Regions from separate parts of the Mus musculus genome. Here region 1 is linked to region 2. A link is a contact called in public Hi-C data. All regions are on one chromosome and are shown on one strand. Each heading gives the region's core, a stretch centred on a gene start, on an enhancer-like site or on the middle of the called end of the contact. The rest is flanking DNA. Distances are from core to core; before and after follow the strand shown. Region 1 has its middle 26 kb from the start of Ccdc174. Region 2 overlaps Grip2 (glutamate receptor interacting protein 2).

What was found. Hi-C and Micro-C count contacts between places; a contact is called where the count stands out from the background.
Region 1: a Hi-C map of stem cell-derived cardiac mesoderm shows a contact between it and region 2, with 5 times the contacts expected there. The contact joins two enhancer-like sites. A contact is called at or near these places in 5 of 15 datasets of contacts at CTCF or cohesin (the NIH/3T3 cell line, embryonic stem cells, hippocampal excitatory neurons and 2 more), 145 of 484 Hi-C or Micro-C datasets (the AML12 cell line, the AtT-20 cell line, B cells and 75 more), 24 of 115 datasets of contacts at active chromatin or transcription factors (PVALB interneurons, SST interneurons, Th17 cells and 14 more) and 2 of 9 other capture datasets (embryonic stem cells and embryonic tail).

The regions. Positions count from the first base shown.
Region 1 is chr6:91,850,783-91,854,183 of GRCm38.p6, forward strand. It overlaps a transcript of Ccdc174 not described here. Among named protein-coding and RNA genes, the nearest start is that of Ccdc174, 26 kb to the right of the region's middle. Within about 2 kb of position 1,964, at least 39 of the 459 cell types and tissues checked have an H3K27ac peak or open chromatin away from gene starts, as enhancers often do. A contact at or near this core is called in stem cell-derived cardiac mesoderm, where this site is marked.
Region 2 is chr6:91,773,172-91,776,347 of GRCm38.p6, forward strand. Grip2 (glutamate receptor interacting protein 2) reads right to left here. Exons shown (of 24, transcript NM_001159507.1): 18 at 2,174-2,313; 19 at 1,511-1,690; 20 at 622-790. Among named protein-coding and RNA genes, the nearest start is that of Grip2, 33 kb to the right of the region's middle. Within about 2 kb of position 1,665, at least 2 of the 459 cell types and tissues checked have an H3K27ac peak or open chromatin away from gene starts, as enhancers often do. A contact at or near this core is called in stem cell-derived cardiac mesoderm, where this site is marked.

The DNA of each region.
Region 1 (3,401 bases), core at 714-3,213, 78 kb after region 2:
ATTTAACAATTCAGTTGTACAGCGAGGTGTCTATAAATAACAATGAACTGTATATTTGAAAAACCATGTCAAGCATGGTACACACCTTTAATCCCAGAACTGAGGAGGCAGAGGCAGGCGGATCACTCTGAGTTTGAGGTCAGCCTGGTCTACATAGCAAGTTCGAGGCCAGCCAGGGATACACAGGAAGACTCAAAACATTCAAACATTTTTGAATATCTTCTGGGATTCAAATTCATGATAGCAATGGGAAAAGTTTAAATGAAATGAAAGTAGTCTAAGACCTGGCATTTTTCAAAATAGGAAGTATAAATTTGCACTCGATTCTAATGAATCAAAGGGAGACTGTAATATTAAGCTAACAACTAAGGCAGTAAAGGATTTTTCATTGATATCCTAACCCAGGACGTATGAAGCAGTAACATATACTTCTCAGTTCCTCTCAGATAAGGAAAGAAAAGAGAGGAAGCAAACAAAATAGTTAGGACTGACAAACATTAGAGAGGTAAGGATAAGGTGAAATTAATTCATTGAATATTTTGTAAGTACTTAGAGCAAGGAGTGGGCTCCGCAATTAAGGCAGAGTCGCTTCTGCCATTTGAAATAGAATGTAAAGACAAGAGAGGAATTCAGGAGATGGCCCAATGGACAGAGCTTGCTATGTGAGCTTAAGGACCTGATGATGTGGGATCCCCACATGCACCTGTAACCCCACCTCTGGAGGGGCTGAGACAGCCATTTCCCTAGCCTGGACTAGTGAGCTCCAGGTTCAAAGAGAGACCCTGTCTCAAAACAATAAGGTGGAGAGGAACTGAGGAAGACATTCTAGTGGTAACCCCTGGCCTCCACATGAACCTGCATGGGCAGGCAGACATGCACACACATGTACACACACCAAACACATACAAAACATGGAGAGAGACAGAGACAGACAGAGATGCAGGTCCATAGGGAACACAGACTACCGGGTAGGCAGGGGAACACTGAAGAATGTGATTAAACAACATATTTATGTTTGCAATTGTGAAGGAAAAGAATGATGGAGACCCTTGGATCACCAAGCTCCCAAATCATAAAAGCATCTATTTAAGAGACCTGGGTTCATCCGGTCAATCCTGTCATTTTGTAGGCCAATAGACTGATGTGTAAGCAAAAAGATAAACTTCAAACATAAGCATGTATTCATGATTTTCACATTGCCATGACAAAGCGCTCAAGAAGGAAGGGCTTCCATTAGCTCGCAGTCTGGGGTGAAGCTGGGAAGATGTGTGAACAGGAACGTCAAGGGCTGCTCACACTCACCCACAGTCAAGAGCACCGAGAGATGCACACTTGTGCTCGGCTCCCTTCCTGCCTTTTGATTCAGTCCAGGATCCCATGGGATGGTGCCACTCACATTCAGGGTGGGGGGGTGTCCCCACCTCAGGCAAACCAATCTGGAAACACCCTCACAGATGCAGCCAGAGGCATGTATCCCTAGTAACTCTACATCCAGTCAGATTGACAAGCGAAGATTAACCAATCACAGGGGGAAGGCTTGATGGCTGCCATCATCAGCCTGGTCTGGTGGCGCACACCTGTAAACCCAGAAATTGGGAGGTAGAAGCAAGAGACAAAGGTCATTCTCCACTACATATTGATTCCCCCCCCTCCCAGGCTAGCCTGGGCTATGTAAGACCCTGTCTCAAAAGATCAAAAACAAAACAGAACAGTGCGCCCAGCTGGGAACCAAGTGTTCCAACACATGAACCTTTGAGGAAAACGTCACACTTAAAAAACATAACAGACTGTAACACAATTAATGTGGGGTGTGGAGCCCTCATTCTGTGGCCTTTGGGAGGTTAGATCGGAAGCAGAAGCACTAGAAGCAAGGGACCAATCAGGAGCCAGTGCAATGCCTTGGAGATGACTAGAGAGAAGCTGACCTCCAGGAGAGACAGGCTTTGATGAGAGCACATGCTTTGTGTAGTGTAACAAACAGCTCCCCCTGCCTACACAGCATGGTAGTTACAGGGCAGAAAAGACAAGAGGGCTGAAAGGATGGGGGTTTATTTGTTTGCTTGCTTGCTTGGTCGTTTTGTTTTGGCCTCTAGCTGGGCATTGCTAGCTGTAGTTAAGGAAATGCAGTGAGTTGTGACTTAAAGAATGTCAGCTGATAGATAAGTGTCTCTTGTAGTCAGTCATTATAAAGGAATTGGTACGGTGGGGGAAGGCAAGAGTCTAGGAAAAAACAAACCCCAGCAGTCAGGAGGCAGAAGGCAGGTGGATATCTGTGAGTTTGAGGTCAGTCTGGTCTACATAGCAAGTTCCAAGACAGCCAGGCCCACAGTAAGACCTTGTCTCAAACCCCCACCCCCCCCCCAAAAAAAAAACAGAAAACAAAACAAAACAAAACAAACAAACAAACAAACAAACAAAAAATACACTACCACCACCAACAACAAAACCCACAAAGAAAATAATAACAAACACCATGTTGCTTTATTTCTGGAAACCAAATTTCTTTTATTTGGGGAGATTCCTCATTGTTTAGCCAAAATGAAAGTGCTTTATAAAACAGTATGTTAACATGTCTAACAGTGGAGATAGCTGGCTGTTGTAGCAAATATAATAAATAGCTGGACAGCAACAGAAGTTGGTTTCTACTTACATGGAGTGTAAAACCCTCTCTGAGCAGCCACTCAGGGCCCAACCCTCTTCCAGGCTATGGCTACCATTTTAACATACCTGCATATGTCTAGCTGATGGGGGGAGGGGATACAGGAGATAGGATTGCGTTGAGAGTATTTATGGTCCTGGACGGTCTGGAAAAAGTGAAGATAACCTAAAAGATGGGTGCTTATAAGTCCCATTGCCTTAGACCAGCTGCTCTTGGGGCCAAGCTTCAGGGACCCCCTGTAAGTGCTTAAAAAGGAGAGTGCTCTGAGTGAAAGAGGTCCGGCTAGAATGCAGCCTCTGCCCAGCTGGTCTTTGCAGCAGCTCCTTTCCTGGGCACCCTACTGATGCACGTTTGATGAGTCCCTACTTAGTAGACTGCCTGGTGCCAGGATCTCTTACCTGGGAAATGCATTTACAACAAAGCCATACTTGCTGCTTCCCAACACCTCCCCTGCCTTCCTGGGAGTTAGAGAGCCTACAGTGAAACCTTCTTGTCTCCCAGAGAGTGTAAGAAGGGTTCTGTTTCTACCACACAGGCTCTGATTTCTCTCTTTAGATCCCATGATGCTGTCTGTCACTGATGCTGGGGCCTGGACTGTCCTTGGGGCTCCTGCCATGCTTTTGCTCCTCTGTCTATCTGCTTATTAATAATTGTTGTAATAACTCCCCAGCAATCTGCCCCAGTGTCCTCTGGCACCCACAGCCCCAATCCAAGGCACAACAGGGGAAACCAAAAGAGAAAC
Region 2 (3,176 bases), core at 415-2,914:
GAGAAGATGGGATATTTGTGCTGGGGAGGGGTGGGCAGTATCCATCTGGCTAGCCCACACCGTGTGGCCCATCAGCAGCCAACACCAAACTTACAGGATGCACTACAGTCTTTGTGCCGCTCTGCTAGCTCCCAGAACCCTTACTTAGCCTTTAGTCATACTGTGATTTACAAAGTCTTCACTTCTCAAAGGCCTAGCTATGCATTTAAGGAGAACAGCACAGGTGTTTCTTGTGGGGACCCACTCTGTGGAAGCTAGCTGCTATATGAGCCCAGCTACATACATGCAACATGCATAACCCTGGGCTGGTGGTTGTGAACTGGGAGTCATGCTTCATGTAACCTGATCTGAGGAGGGGTCTGGGTTCAAATTCTGAGTCTGGTGTTGTATTTCTGAAGACAGCTATTCATAAAGCCAGGATGAACAAGTCGGGTTGCTGCCCAGCTAGAACATGTCTGCTGCTATCCTTCCACAGTGCATTCTTTCCAGACACACTCAGCCCAGATCCGTCCCCCAGGCCAGGAACGCTCTTCTGTCCTCCTAACTCCCCCCTCCTGGTGTTGCTACCTTCTGGCTACCCCTCCCACCCCCATCAGCCCCACAAGTGTTCCCACCACAGACCTCATTGGTGGCTCCCAGTCCCCCTCTTCCTCTGGGAAGCTTTCGTCAGAGGGACCCGGTGTGTAGCTCGTCCTCCGGGGCTCAAGGGGTGGGGGGCTACTCTTCAGTCTGCTAGGACGCCACTCCTGGGGAGTCACACTCCGGACTGCCACCTGCGGAGTGTAGGAGCCTGGCGGATGGAGAGAGGGACGTGGACCTTCTCTGTCCTTGTCTTGCCCTCCCTCATTCCCAGCAACTGGATGCCAGTGGGCATATCTGTGCTTTTTCTGGGGACAAAGTGACCACTGAGTCCCAGGAGTCCCTGTAACCCTAGCAAGCCCCTAGGAACATCCATCAGTCAACAGTGAGGTTCCAGGACCACGGTCAGTTCCACAGGCAGGCCTGCTAAAGGGCCTCTTTTCTGACTGGACCCAGATCTACCTGAGGAGTCCCAGGATGAGTCCGAAGATACTGCCTGGAGCTTGGGAGAGAGAGAGCCAAAGCCCCTAACTGTGAACCAGTGTGGCGATCCACCAAGAACCCATGGAGGCTTCTAAGTTAACTCCCTGAGCCTCAACCACAAGCCAGAGGGCAGCATCAGTGGGCCTTAGCCACATGGGCAAGGCAGTCGTGGTCTGCCTTATCTTCATCTGGGTGCAACAAATATGTCTTAAGACCCACTGTGTGCAAGGCATGGGGATAAGGAGAGAGACAGCAGAAGTAAGAGCAGTTCTGTCCCCAGTTCATGAGAGGAAAGACAGGACTGGGGGGACAGGTGAAGGACAGGGTTAGTCAGGATGCCCTGAGGAACCCTCTCAGAAGGAAAAGGCTAACGGGGAGAGGAGGTCCCAGGAAGAGCAGGCAGTAGCATCATCTTCACAAAAGCTGTCCAAGGTCCCTGCTTTGTTACCTGTGCCCCCAAAGCCACCATCTGTGGCAGAGCTGCCCCAGGACTCCACAGCACTGTCCACGCTGGGTACAGCAGGTGAGAAGCGCGTTGCCAGCAAGCCTCCCTTGAGGGCCTCAGGGGGGTCCTCATCCACATCACTGGCCTCACTGAGGCTGCCTGACTGGCGGGGGAGGAGGGGACCTGGGAAGAGAAGGGGTATCACCTGTGACCTCAGAGACACAGAGTTCCTGTGAGCCCGACTTTCCCCCACGTCTGTGAGCTTCCAGGTGCTTGACAATCTGGCTGCTGCCATGCGCGTGGGACATACAAGTAAGTAAATCCCACAGGTGGGAAAACTGAGGCTTGTGAGGCTTATCAATAGGCCATATGGTGAAGAGCAAGGAAGCCCAGATTAAAACAAGGCCCCCAAGACTCAGGTAAACTGTAGCACATACAGGGCACAGGGACATGCAGGAACCCGAAGAGACAGGGACTGATGAGAAACATGGTTTGGACCCAGAATGTACCCGATACTGCACTGTGCCACCAAGGTACAACTCTCCTCTCTCTAAGCCTCCTCCTCAGCTGGTCCAGGGACCCCCACCCCATTGGTAGCACACAGCCTGACCCACGACTGCCCTTCCTCTGTAGGCCAGGAAGACCCCAGGAAGGGGCAAGGCTCACGGTCTAGCTGCTTCTTGATCTTCAGTGTGACCGTCTCCCCGGCCACCTGCAGAAGGTGGATGGCCTCACTCAGGGGCCGGCCCTTGAGGCTCACGCTGTTGATGGCCAGTATCCGGTCCCCGACATGGATGGCACCAGTCCTGAGGAGTGGCCAGAGAGCACAAATGAGACCCAGATGCTCAGGGCCGCAGAGGTTGTGGGTCTTGCCTTTCAATACCCTGCAGAGGCCCCAAGGCATGGGCCAGGCTGGCTCCAGCTGTGCAGTAGGAGAAAGCAAAGTCAGGCATAGTGGGTTCGCTCTGGTATTCCCAGTGTTCCAGAGACCGGGGGTTGGGGGGGGGGGACAGCAGATCATAAGGTCCTGTCTCAGAGAGGTGGGAGGAGAAGGAACCAGGGAGGGAGGAGAGAGAAAGAGAGGTGAGGGATCCATGCCAGTCTCAGAACTTTAATGTCTCCTCGGGATTCTGTGCTTTATACCTCTGCTGATTCAACTCAGGGCCACCTTCTTCCTCCTTGTTTGTTCTGAGACAGCACTTGCTATGTAACACAGGCTGGAGCTCTCTAAGATCGTCACTGTTGAGGCCTCTCAAAAAAACTGAAAAGAGATGCCTAAGATGGTGGCATACACCTTGAATCCCAGCACTTGGGTGGCAGAGGCAGGCAGATTTCTTTGAGTTTAAGCTCAGCCTGGTCTACCTAGCGGGTGTCAGGACAACCACTCTTAGTCATGTACTCGGAAAGAAAAGGGAAATTTGAAGGAAAATAGATGGAAGTAATCAAGTTGAACCAAATAAGCCAGACTCAGACAAATCACTTTCTCTCTTATGTGGAAGCTAGATTTAAAATTATATATAGGGAGGGGTTACAAAGATGATAAGATAAAGATCAGATTTAAGGGATCAGGGAAACAGAAAAATATAGGCTAATGGATGGATACTTGAGACCTGAACAGGAGTGGGGATATTTAAGGGAAGGAAAGGGAGTCAGAAAAAGGGGGGAGGGG